Regions from separate parts of the Mus musculus genome. Here all the other regions are linked to region 1. The links are chromatin contacts, called in public Hi-C and HiChIP or PLAC-seq maps. All regions are on one chromosome and are shown on one strand. Each heading gives the region's core, a stretch centred on a gene start, on an enhancer-like site or on the middle of the called end of the contact. The rest is flanking DNA. Distances are from core to core; before and after follow the strand shown.

Region 1 (2,700 bases), core at 20-2,519:
CTCCAAAACTCAGGAGGCTGAGGCAGGAGGATCGCTTGTTCTCAGAAGTTCAAGACCAACTTAGGCACACAGCATGACTCCATCTCAGAAGGATGCCAAAAGAATCCTGGTGAGAAAATAAAACCCCAACTGGATGTCAAGTGTTGCTTTGCCTCCAGCTAGCTCCCAACTCCTTTGTTTCATTATATTATTATTACATTCAGTGTGTACACATGTGCGCATGCGTGCCACAGAGAGAAAGAGTGTGTGTGTGTCTGTGTGTGTGTGTCTCTGTGTGTGTGTGTCTCTGTGTGTGTCTGTGTGTGTGTCTGTGTGTGTGTGTCTGTGTGTGTGTCTGTGTGTGTGTCTGTGTGTGTGTGTGTGTCTCTGTGTGTGTATGTCTCTGTGTGTGTCTGTGTGTGTGTCTGTGTCTCTGTGTGTGTGTGTCTGTGTGTGTGTGTGTCTGTGTTTCTGTGTGTGTGTGTCTGTGTATGTGTGTCTGTGTGTGTGTGAGTGTGTGTGTGTGTCTGTGTGTGTGTGTGTGTCTGTGTGTCTGTGTCTGTGTGTGTGTCTGTGTGTGTGTCTGTGTGTGTGTCTGTGTGTGTGTGTGTCTGTGTCTCTGTGTGTGTGTGTGTCTGTGTTTCTGTGTGTGTGTGTGTGTCTGTGTGTGTGTGTCTGTGTCTGTGTGTGTGTGTGTGTGTCTGTGTGTGTGTCTGTGTGTGTGTGAGTGTGTCTGTGTGTGTGAGTGTGTGTGTGTCTGTGTGTGTGTGAGTGTGTGTGTGTCTGTGTGTGTGTCTGTGTGTGTGTGAGTGTGTGTGTGTGTATTACAGGAGTAGGTTCTCTCCTTCTGCTATGCGGAAGCCAAGGGATCAAACTCAGGTCATCAGGCTAGACCGGCAGGGCTTTTCCAGCTGAGCTGTCTCACCTGCCCTCCTTGATTTAACGTATCAAAGCCGCATAGCCAGAGACCTGCAGAGAATGCACCTGGGGCACAAAGAAAATATTTACTGGAATGAGAATTAAAAGTGATTTTGAAGTTACAATTTTACCCCTGGTAATTTGGCAGATTCAGTTATTTTGTGTCAAATACATGTTAAAAAGAAAAGTATATATCACACAGGAAGCAATTACCATTTCCATGAGAATGTTAATTATATTTACTACCAGAGTTTAGTCAAGCAAAGCAAATCAATTACTGAACCCGACATTCATTCTTTAAATGTAGGATGCTGTTTAGGAGCGAAACGCACGTGCCTCTAGTGCCCCCTTGCGGTCAATTTGTACAAAAGTGTCTCCTGACTCATTTCAAATGCTGCTTTAAAAGTGTATTTTGGGGTTTCCCATGTACTACGGGTATTTCCTCCATAGGGGGCACTAATCAATATCTATCCCCCACCTACAACAGTCCCAAAGACAAACTAAGATTCACCCTGCGTAACCAATGAGTTTACTGGGCCTACTTAAAGACCATGGATGAGGGGTTACTGACAGGAGTGTGTGTGACCCTGAGGAACCACACTGGAATATCTTCACGCAGCGACAGGAACTGGCTTCCCCGTAGCAACCGATGGAGTCCAGTTGTTCTCATCGTCTTCCCCACCAGAGACCCCAAAGGTCACTGGCAGCCAAGACAAATGGCAAAGAGAACTAGCTGGTGGCTCAGGTGAGTATCCAAAGACGCTCCCGATCCCTCGTGAGAGAATGCCAACAAACTCGGCTGCGGTGACCTTATGCAAACATATGATGATGGTAATTTCTTCGGGGGCGGGGGAAGACAGTGCCATACAACTCTACATCATCCATTACTCTAATGAGGGTTATCTGGACCAAAAACAGAACAAAAATGAGAGGAATAAAGGCTGAGAAATTTTCCTCAATAACCTATAAAGATGAAAGGATGACAGTGATACCATGAGAATTAAGGGCAGAAATTTGGGTACCATCTCAGCAAGATAAGCAAGGTCCCAAATAAAGGAATGAGTTCAATTTCCAACGAGGGTGGGATCCATCAAAGACCCTGCGTCATTTAGCTGTGAGTGTGTAGGGACCACAGCACAGAGACTAGTAACGATTCATCAGTCATTCTGACACTGGGGAAGTCTGTCCTCCACTAGACTCTTGCCTTTGATAAGCAGGTCTACTCTGACTAAAAACAGTTTCTTGCTTTTGACTAAAATGACAGCATTTGAGTGTTGGTAGCAGGGCAGTTTCGAGCCATACACTGCATTCTAAATATGAATTAGCTTATATATAAGTAGTAAAACTTGTAGGAAAGAAAGCTTCAAAATATAGAAGTCATAGAAAAACAAGAAAGGGGCAAAGGTTATGAATTCTTTCACATCGGTCTAAAAATCTTCCCTGACAATGTCATTCGGAGTCTGGTACAAAGTGATTATGTGCTGTTGCCCTGTTTAGATGTGTGTGTGTGTGTGTGTGTGTGTGTGTGTGTGTGTGTGCACGAGTGTGTGTGTGTCTGTGTCTGTGTGTGAGCATGATTATGTGTCTGTGTGTGTGAGCATGAGTGTGTGTGTCTGTGTGTGTGAGCACGAGTGTGTATGTGTGCGTGTGTCTGTGTCTGTCTGTGTGTGAGCATGAGTGTGTGTGTCTGTTTCTGTGTGTGTGAGCACGAATGTGTGTGTGTGTGTCTGTGTGTGAGCACGAGTGTGTGTATGTGTCTGTGTGTAAGCACGAGTGTGTGTGTCTGTGTCTGTGTGTCTGTGT
Region 2 (2,700 bases), core at 153-2,652, 220 kb before region 1:
ATAGTACAGATTCCAACCTATAGCCTCAATTTTTAACGTGTCTAAATATTGTTTATGGTATGTGCAAGATTGCCACAGAGAAAAATGGCATTTATATAATCTGATATGCTGTCAATTTAGGAAAAATAAAAATACCGACTAGATTATTTTTTCTCCCAAACAGAAAAAAAACTCCTTATATTATGGGGATATATATATATCCCCATAATATAAGTTTTTATAGTGCAGTTTTGTTTATTTCCCTCAGGGAGAATCACGGCCCAGAGTCCTGTTTTATCCTCTCCTTTCTTGGTATATAGTCAGCAACTATATTGGTAAATTAAACCTGATATTGCTTAGATGCTATTGGTTCAGTTTTTTTTTTACAAGATATTATAATGTTATTTGTGTGAGATTTTTTAGAGATTCATCATTTCCCTTTGACATCTGCCTACTCCATTTCTGGAGGGAAGGAAGACAAAATACCTCTCAGAGATAGGAGTCAGTCTTAGCCATAATATATATATATATTATGAGTACATTGTCACTCTCTTCAGACATATCAGAAGAGGGTGTCAGATCCCATTACAGATGGTCATGAGTCACCATGTGGTTGCTGGGAATTGAACTCAGGATCTGGAAGAGGCACCTCTCCAACCCAATATATTTTTTAATTCAGGTGGTGCAAGGATATTAAAATAAACCCTAACATCCCTGATGATCGTGTGTGTGTGTGTGTGTGTGTGTGTGTGTGTGTGTGTGTGTGTGTACATATACATCTGTATTTTTATAAAGCATCATTATCTTTACTAACCACTGTAATTGAACTAATAAAATTTGCTGCTAGTCTTAACTACCAAGATGAATATATTTGGGCTTATTAACAAAACTCACAGAGGCTTCCTAATATTTTATTCGGAAACCAAGTGGCTGAGCTCTCCCTGGGAGCTGCCCAAGCTACACATGGCCTTTGGGCTATAAATGACTCATCGATGGACAGCCACACAGGCAGCTTGGGAATTTCCATCCTTGTTCTGGTGAGCTTCCAAGGCTATAACTGAGGATTCTCACCTGTCTGCTTCTTCCTCAGGCTTCCCAGCAGAGAGTGAGTAGACCATATCAGTGGCAAGTGTGAGACAGAGTTCCTGAAGAGTGAGAAAGTCTTACTAATGTGTGCGGACAGAAGGTCAGGCGCCTCATTATACACCTCCAAAGCCTTCTCCAAACCCTCTGGAGACCTGACTTCTTATTTACCTTATAATCCCACCATCTCATGTGAAAGAAGCCAATGAGCTTAATTTGAATGTCTGCATCTCAGACCTCATTTCTAAACTCTATTTCTGTTCCTCTAAGCCCCTTTGTCAGTTAGGTCATATGGCTCACAGGATTCTCTGCTATGTGTGACTCATTTGAGTCATTTCTTGTGGCCAAAAGAACCCCCCAGAGCATTTACCTCTAATGTCTCAGTGGCCTTCCACCTTCCAACAACCCCTAAACTCTGGCCATTCCTTCTTGAACATTTGGAACATTCTCAGTTACAAGTTCTCAGTTTGAAACACAAGTGTCCACCTTTACTTCCTTTGGGTGTTTTCCCCCCATTGGGCGTCTTCTTGAAGCCAACACCCAAAGCTAAGGCTTTGAAACGTTTTACAGCTCAAGTTAGTAGCACTTTCAGTGAAACAGCTGTGGTATTGTCATGTGATTTCCTTTTACCAGAGTTAGTTTCATTATCACTAATGAGAAATTGAACTAGAATTTCTGTGGCAGGAGGGATAACACAGTTCTGGTCTGTTGCCCATGGTTGGGCATGGCTGAAACTCATTGACCTTTTCCTCAAAGTCTTTCAGACTTGGGTACTGCAGAAATTCCACAAACATTCGTCTGACCAATTTAAAAAAAAAAAAAAAAACACCTTTTGGGGGAAGTTGACCATCTTATTAGCCTCACCATGTAACTCTGATCTTAGGGTCTGTGGTGGAATAACTGCCAAAACATACACAGGCACTACCTTGAAAACCCTAAGCCAACATTCACCAGACATCAGGTTGCATGATTAGAAACATAATATTACCATAAGCCCTTAGTCTACCTGGTGTTACCGTTTGAAAATGGTATGTCCACTGTCTGCTTCTGTGTTTGAATACTTGGTGGTGCTGTTTGGGGAAGCTGTAGAACTTTTAAGACAAAGGGACTGGTGGCGCACGCCTTTAATCCCAGCACTTGGGAGGCAGAGGCAGGCAGATTTCTGAGTTGGAGGCCAGCCTGGTCTACAGAGTGAGTTCCAGGACAGCCAGGGCTATACAGAGAAACCCTGTCTCGAAAAACAAAACAAAAGAAAACAAAAACAAACAAACAAAAAAGTCATAAGGACTGGCTGGTGGAAATAGGACACTTGAATCAAGTCTTGAGGCTATAACCTAGTCTTGTAAGAGCTCCGTGCTTCCTGAAGTGGACATATAGAAGCGGTGTCACCAGCTCCTAGTAACCTAGCAAAGACAGCCCTGGCTGACTTACTTTCCCCGATATGATGGACTTTCTTCCCCAAAACCTTTTTGTCTATCCTTCCTTAAGTTGATTTTTATAAGGTCACAGCAATGACAAAGGTAAGTAATAAAAAAAAGAATGTATCCTAAGAAGCTTATTTATTGCTGTAGTTTACAGGCCTTTGGAACTGGTTTGAGGGACAAGTATGGAAGTGTTTGTAGCTGTGGGGCAAAAAAA
Region 3 (2,700 bases), core at 188-2,687, 150 kb before region 1:
TCTGGACTTTGACCATATTACAGTATCAAACATGACATCCCTCCTATGGAGCAGGCCTCAAATTCATTCTGGAAGTTAGTCACTCCAAGAGCCAGAGTACCGTTATTGCACCAATGGGTACAACTTACCTGGTAGGTCGGTACTGGACCCTGTCTATGATTTTTTTTTTCATATTTAGTTCAGTTCATATGTTTAGGTGTATAGTCCATTTTGAATCAACCTAGGACATTAGTGCCAAACATGACCTAAAGTTCTTTATTTTGCCTATGAATAGCTAATTATAATAGTACTATTTGGGGCTCTATATGTTTGTGGTATATGCATGATTGTATTGTACGAATACAGATGTGTGTGCCAATGTAAGCTCATGCAGAGGCCAGACGAGGATGTTGGCTTACTCTATCATTCTCTACCTTATTCACCGAGATGCGACCTCACTGACCTTGAAGTTCAGTGTTTTGGCTAGGCTGCTGGTGAGCACTCAGGCTCTGTGCCGTGCTACCAGGCTCACTTGTATATAAATAGTGGGCATCTGGACTCATATCCTCATACTTACACAGCAGGGCTCTTACCCACTGAGACATTGTTCCAGCCTCATCCTCTGACTCTTAATCTCTCTGTATCTTCATACTGGGGGTGCCAGCTGTCACCTCCTCTGGATCATGAGATCTTCTGAGCCTCTTTCTGTCAATGGCAGAACTCAGTTTCATGTGGCTTTAGGACTCAGGCCCTTATTTCCTAGTTGATTATTTGCCAAGGGACATTCTCAGGTCCTGGAAGCCACTTCTCGACCTTTGTTTTAAACTCATTCATCTATAAACCCAGGACCATGTGTGTCCTTCTAAAGCTCTCAGCTCCTCCAATTTTCTCTTTTGCTACCAAATGGAGAAATGTCACTGCTTCTTAAATAACAAAAAACAAAGGTAATAGTATCTTACTTAAAATGGACACGCATACATATTTTTCAAAAAAAAAAAACATGACTACCAAATACATTTTTATCTTTTTATTTCTGTTGAAAATAGATTCTTCTCTTATACAATACATCCCAACCATGCTTTCCCTTCCCTCCCGACATTCAGCATCATTACTCATAGAGTGAAATTCCAACTGTTTGCTTTGTGCTGACTGAACAGTTTGGTTCTCTGATACAGGGTCTCAAATATCCTATGCTAGCCTCAACCTCTAGATGTAACAAAGGATAAGTTGGATCCTATGATCCCTCCTACCTCTTGCTCCAATAATAGTAATAATAATAATAATAATAATAATAATAATAATAATAATAATAATGCTGAGATTATGCCCAGTTTATAATGGATCAAATCTAGAATTTTGTGCACAAGAGGCAAGTCTTCTACCAACAAGAGGGAAGCTACATCTCTTGGCCTGTTGTTACCAGATCTCCTCACACTCACAGAGGTGTGAAGGAAACGGTCTTCATCTTACCATGGAGCTTGGCAACACTTTTGCATTAACGAAGGAATAGCAAACAAGTTTCCTTCTACTTGTAGGGAAAAAATAATAACCTGTATGATTTCCGTATTTATTTACCATCTTTCCCCACAGAAAATGCCACAAGTGTTTTCAATTTTCCACCAGAGGGACACCCTGAAACACTCAGAATTGTTTAGCCTAGAAATGCTAGTGGTTTTAGAGTCAGCAATGCTGTTTAGAACTTTTTTTTTTGAAAACAGCTACAGTAAATGATAAGTGAGTTTCCTGAGCCCAACCTCTAAACCAACACATAACTGATGAAGTCATATGCTCAAGTGCTTTTTTTTCTTTTGTCCTTCTGTAAAAGAGGAAGAATGGCGAAGGGATTTTCTCCCTGGACTGTTTTTGACTTCAGAAACTTGAGACCACAATGATATTATTCTCAAATGAAACTGCTGACAACTTTCTTTCTGTTCCTATCAACTTCCTCTGTTGTTTCATCATTTCCTCTATAGAAGTCAGAGCCTATTCATAGCAAGCCATTTGCTTCATAGTTGAGCTTATTGAAGGTGGCACCAAATGACCCTGTCCAAAGAGTAGCGTCACCTACAGCTGGAAAGTGTGGCAGCTACAGAGCAGAGCAGCGCTCCTATTCACCACCACCACTTCCTCAAGAACACAGACTACTCTGGACAGCAACATCTTAGCATAATGAGTATCAATGAGAAATGGGTAGTGTGGGAGCAATACAGAGTCCAGGGAATACCCACCTGGGTCTTACTGGGTTCTTCAGGTGGCACAGGGTGATTCTTTGAGATTTTGAGCCAGCAAAAATCTTGGAACAGCTTTAGTAAAATGTCTTCAGCATACACTCTCAAACTATTTCTAAAATTCCCAGAACTGGAATTCCTGTCACTCTCCAATGAGTTCCCATAGACATGCCTCCACTTAGAAGAGGAAGGGGTTGTTGATATCTTTATAAATTGACTTTTTCTCTTTCTGCTTCTTAATGATGTATTGCAGTCTGCCATTCTATCTATTGCACTCTTTGCCTCTCGATTCGCGTCTTTGTATCTTTGAGTCTTAAACAATGGTGAGTGACGTTTTAGTTTCAGAGGGATAGAGCCCATGACCATGGTGGCAGGGAGTGTGGCAGCATGAAAGCAGGCATGGAGCAAGAAGAGTCGGCAGCTGAGACCTCACAAAGGAAGACTCAGCCACGAGGCACCTCCATTTTTAAGAATCTTAATTGAGGCATAACAT
Region 4 (2,700 bases), core at 181-2,680, 240 kb before region 1:
CATTTAAGGCAGCCTGTATATGTATGTCTGTCATCTCAAAGCAAACCCCACCACCACCACCACCACTACAGGCCATTCCTTGGGAAAGTGACTGCAGTCATACAAGTGACGCAAGAGCGAGACAGGAAAGGCCCAAAGGAAAATAAAATGTCATCATGCCTCAAGGCAACAGGTCCTTGATTCTGCCTCCCCTAGAATCAGGAGATGGGAGCACAGTCATTGGAGAAATCGGAAAGAAAATGAGTGTAAAATTTAATGATAACCACTCAAAATAGCTGCTACACAAGAATCTACAGCTAAAGTTAACTGTGCCCTCACAAACTTTCACCACAAACTTGCCTGACTCAAAGACACCTCAAGAGGACATGCCATCTCAACAGGTAAATGTTTGCACAAATATTGATTGCCAGCTACATAGTAAAGGATGCACCCATTTAAAAAAAAGAGTGAGATATACATGTATTGACTTAAGAGACATCAATGATAGCTTAGTCAATAAAGAAGGAAGGGCTGGGGGATAGCTCACTGAACAAAACAGTTGCTCCCTATTGCATTAGGACTGGAGTTCAGATTCCCAGTACCCACATAAAAGCCAAGTTGGAATCTGTTCTTATGATGGCTCAGCAGGTAAGCATGCTTTTGCCACCAAGGCTGACATTTAATTCAATCCCTCAGACCCATATATTAGAAGAAAACCAAGTCCTGGAAGCTGTCCTTTGGCCTCTACACTTGTGTTCTGGCAATGCATATACCTATTCACACGCATACATACATCATACATACATACATACATGCTTTTTTAAAAGGGTAGGTGGGTATGGCCGCCCACTTGGAATTTTAGCACTTTCTTGAGAGGCAGAGGTAGGGGATTCCTGAGATGAATGAGCTAAATCAACACGCTTCTGACCAAGGAAAACATCAGATATCAAACTCTGTCCTTTAATACTATACACACATATACATATACACACATACACACACATAAACACACACTCATACACACACACATATACCCAAGTCACACACACACAAACCACACACAAGAGGGTCAGGCAGAAAAAGAGGGACAGAAGGCAAACTGTCTCATCTCTCTCTCATTTGTGTTAGAAAGTCAACACACGTGTGTTTGGATACCCTTTTTCTAAATGTAGATCTAGAAGGATATATTTCATTAGCATTTCTTAACTCTGAGATAGAGAGTAGAAAGGTGTTAAACACCAGTCTGGAGAGATGACTCAGCACTTTAGAGCAGTAATGCTCATCCAGTCTTCAGGGACTCCATTGCCCTCCTCCAGCTTCTGTACTCAAGTGCACTTAGGTTTATAATTTTAAGTTTCTTAATACAATAAAAAATATTAAACAGTTGTTGATTGCTTATTTGCTTCCTCATTTTCTTTTGAGACAGAGCCTTGCTATGTAGGTCTGGCTGGACAGCAACTCACAGCCTCCTGGGTTCACAAGCCTGGGCCACTATGCCAGCTTAAACATTCCTTTACACAATTCTGCCTTGTCTAAATTGTTGTTCCAGTATGTATTGCCTTTGTTTTAAAGGGGGATAATTAGATGAGGGTAATTAGAAAGCTGTGTCAGCCCTGGTTTTGGTCTCATTCCCACTAAAGAACTTCCTCTTGAATGCCAGGGCCAGGAAGCAGGAGTGGGTGGGTTGGGGAACAGGGCTGGGGGAGGGTACAGGGGACTCTCAGGATAGCATATGAAATGTAAATGAAGAAAATATCTAATAAAAAAAAGAACTTCCTCTTGGAGTTTTAGCATTATTAAATGGACTTAATTGCTATGAAAACTCATTCTACTTTTAAAACATAAAAATGTCTTTCTCTGGTTGGTTACATATATTCTAGACTGTTCTATATGCCTACAAGACTACTACATGTTTGAAATATGGTTAAATCTATGTTTAAAATGATTAAGATTGATCTCCTTTTTAAATGTGGCCACTACAAAGTTCAAAATCACATATATGGCTTGCATCTTATTCAGTGGATCAGTGCTGCTCTAGAAGTTGTGGGGTTTGGGGTTTGGTTTCTTGTATTTGGGGTTTTGGGGTTTTTTTGTTTTTGGTTTTTGTTTTTGTTTTTGTTTTTTGTTTTTTTTGTTTTTTTTTTTCATCAGTTCATTTCATCTTAACCTATCAAATTCAAGCCTGCAGTTGCTTCAACCATTTACCAGCTGTTATCTGAGTTTCATACCCCAGGAATTCTCTGACACACATTAGGCACTCAACAAAAATGTGCTGTCACTAAGCTGAGTGGCGGTGCTATGCAGGAAAGAGGTGTACTGGGAGGTTGATGGCAAAGTGACGCCTCAGGCGTGAGTGACTGAGAGATCATCAGTGTCTGGAACTGCAATACGTTTCCAGGGTAACAGGTAGGGCAAAAGTCAAGACTACAGAGGTCATGAAGTAAATAAGGGCTGTGTTTAACTGGGAACTGGGAATTTAGATGCCTTTCTTAGCAAGGATAGAGATGGTCTAGGAATGGCTTTAGGGAAAGCTTTCAAAGAAATAATGTTTATGTACAATCTTATAAAGGAAGTAATGATTCTCAGTCATTACTACCACACATCATTTCTATTTGTCCTCGTAATTCTTCAACTTTTAATTAGGTAAACAATGTAGAAGATACAAGTTGTTAGGTGAAAATTGAAGCCGAGGGCCTCAGATATCTGTGTTTGAGTTATGGA

Evidence for each region. HiChIP or PLAC-seq counts read pairs in DNA pulled down with a chosen protein or histone mark. Hi-C and Micro-C count contacts between places; a contact is called where the count stands out from the background.
Region 2: a CTCF HiChIP or PLAC-seq map of pro-B cells shows a contact between it and region 1, with 6 times the contacts expected there. The contact joins two enhancer-like sites. A contact is called at or near these places in 5 of 39 promoter capture datasets (the 3T3-L1 cell line, the C10 cell line, liver and 1 more), 3 of 15 datasets of contacts at CTCF or cohesin (CD8 T cells, the NIH/3T3 cell line and pro-B cells), 6 of 484 Hi-C or Micro-C datasets (B cells, CD4 T cells, CD8 T cells and 3 more), 2 of 115 datasets of contacts at active chromatin or transcription factors (bone marrow-derived dendritic cells and large pre-B cells) and 1 of 9 other capture datasets (embryonic stem cells).
Region 3: a Hi-C map of bone marrow-derived macrophages shows a contact between it and region 1, with 5 times the contacts expected there. The contact joins two enhancer-like sites. A contact is called at or near these places in 4 of 39 promoter capture datasets (the C10 cell line, liver, neutrophils and 1 more), 2 of 15 datasets of contacts at CTCF or cohesin (large pre-B cells and pro-B cells), 18 of 484 Hi-C or Micro-C datasets (B cells, the Ba/F3 cell line, CD8 T cells and 12 more), 1 of 115 datasets of contacts at active chromatin or transcription factors (bone marrow-derived dendritic cells) and 1 of 9 other capture datasets (bone marrow-derived macrophages).
Region 4: a Hi-C map of bone marrow-derived macrophages shows a contact between it and region 1, with 2.7 times the contacts expected there. The contact joins two enhancer-like sites. A contact is called at or near these places in 8 of 39 promoter capture datasets (the 3T3-L1 cell line, 3T3-L1-derived adipocytes, the HPC-7 cell line and 3 more), 2 of 15 datasets of contacts at CTCF or cohesin (CD8 T cells and large pre-B cells), 10 of 484 Hi-C or Micro-C datasets (3T3-L1-derived adipocytes, bone marrow, bone marrow-derived macrophages and 6 more), 6 of 115 datasets of contacts at active chromatin or transcription factors (embryonic fibroblasts, fibro-adipogenic progenitors, intestinal villus epithelium and 3 more) and 2 of 9 other capture datasets (adipose tissue and embryonic stem cells).

The regions. Positions count from the first base shown.
Region 1 is chr16:55,851,817-55,854,516 of GRCm38.p6, forward strand. The region is part of intron 4 of Nxpe3 (neurexophilin and PC-esterase domain family, member 3); the gene reads right to left. Among named protein-coding and RNA genes, the nearest start is that of Nfkbiz, 31 kb to the left of the region's middle. Within about 2 kb of position 1,270, at least 6 of the 459 cell types and tissues checked have an H3K27ac peak or open chromatin away from gene starts, as enhancers often do. A contact at or near this core is called in bone marrow-derived macrophages and pro-B cells, where this site is marked.
Region 2 is chr16:55,635,374-55,638,073 of GRCm38.p6, forward strand. No RefSeq gene overlaps it. Among named protein-coding and RNA genes, the nearest start is that of Gm23003, 42 kb to the left of the region's middle. Within about 2 kb of position 1,403, at least 145 of the 459 cell types and tissues checked have an H3K27ac peak or open chromatin away from gene starts, as enhancers often do. A contact at or near this core is called in bone marrow-derived macrophages and pro-B cells, where this site is marked.
Region 3 is chr16:55,696,789-55,699,488 of GRCm38.p6, forward strand. No RefSeq gene overlaps it. Among named protein-coding and RNA genes, the nearest start is that of Gm23003, 100 kb to the left of the region's middle. Within about 2 kb of position 1,438, at least 54 of the 459 cell types and tissues checked have an H3K27ac peak or open chromatin away from gene starts, as enhancers often do. A contact at or near this core is called in bone marrow-derived macrophages and pro-B cells, where this site is marked.
Region 4 is chr16:55,615,366-55,618,065 of GRCm38.p6, forward strand. No RefSeq gene overlaps it. Among named protein-coding and RNA genes, the nearest start is that of Gm23003, 22 kb to the left of the region's middle. Within about 2 kb of position 1,431, at least 20 of the 459 cell types and tissues checked have an H3K27ac peak or open chromatin away from gene starts, as enhancers often do. A contact at or near this core is called in bone marrow-derived macrophages, where this site is marked.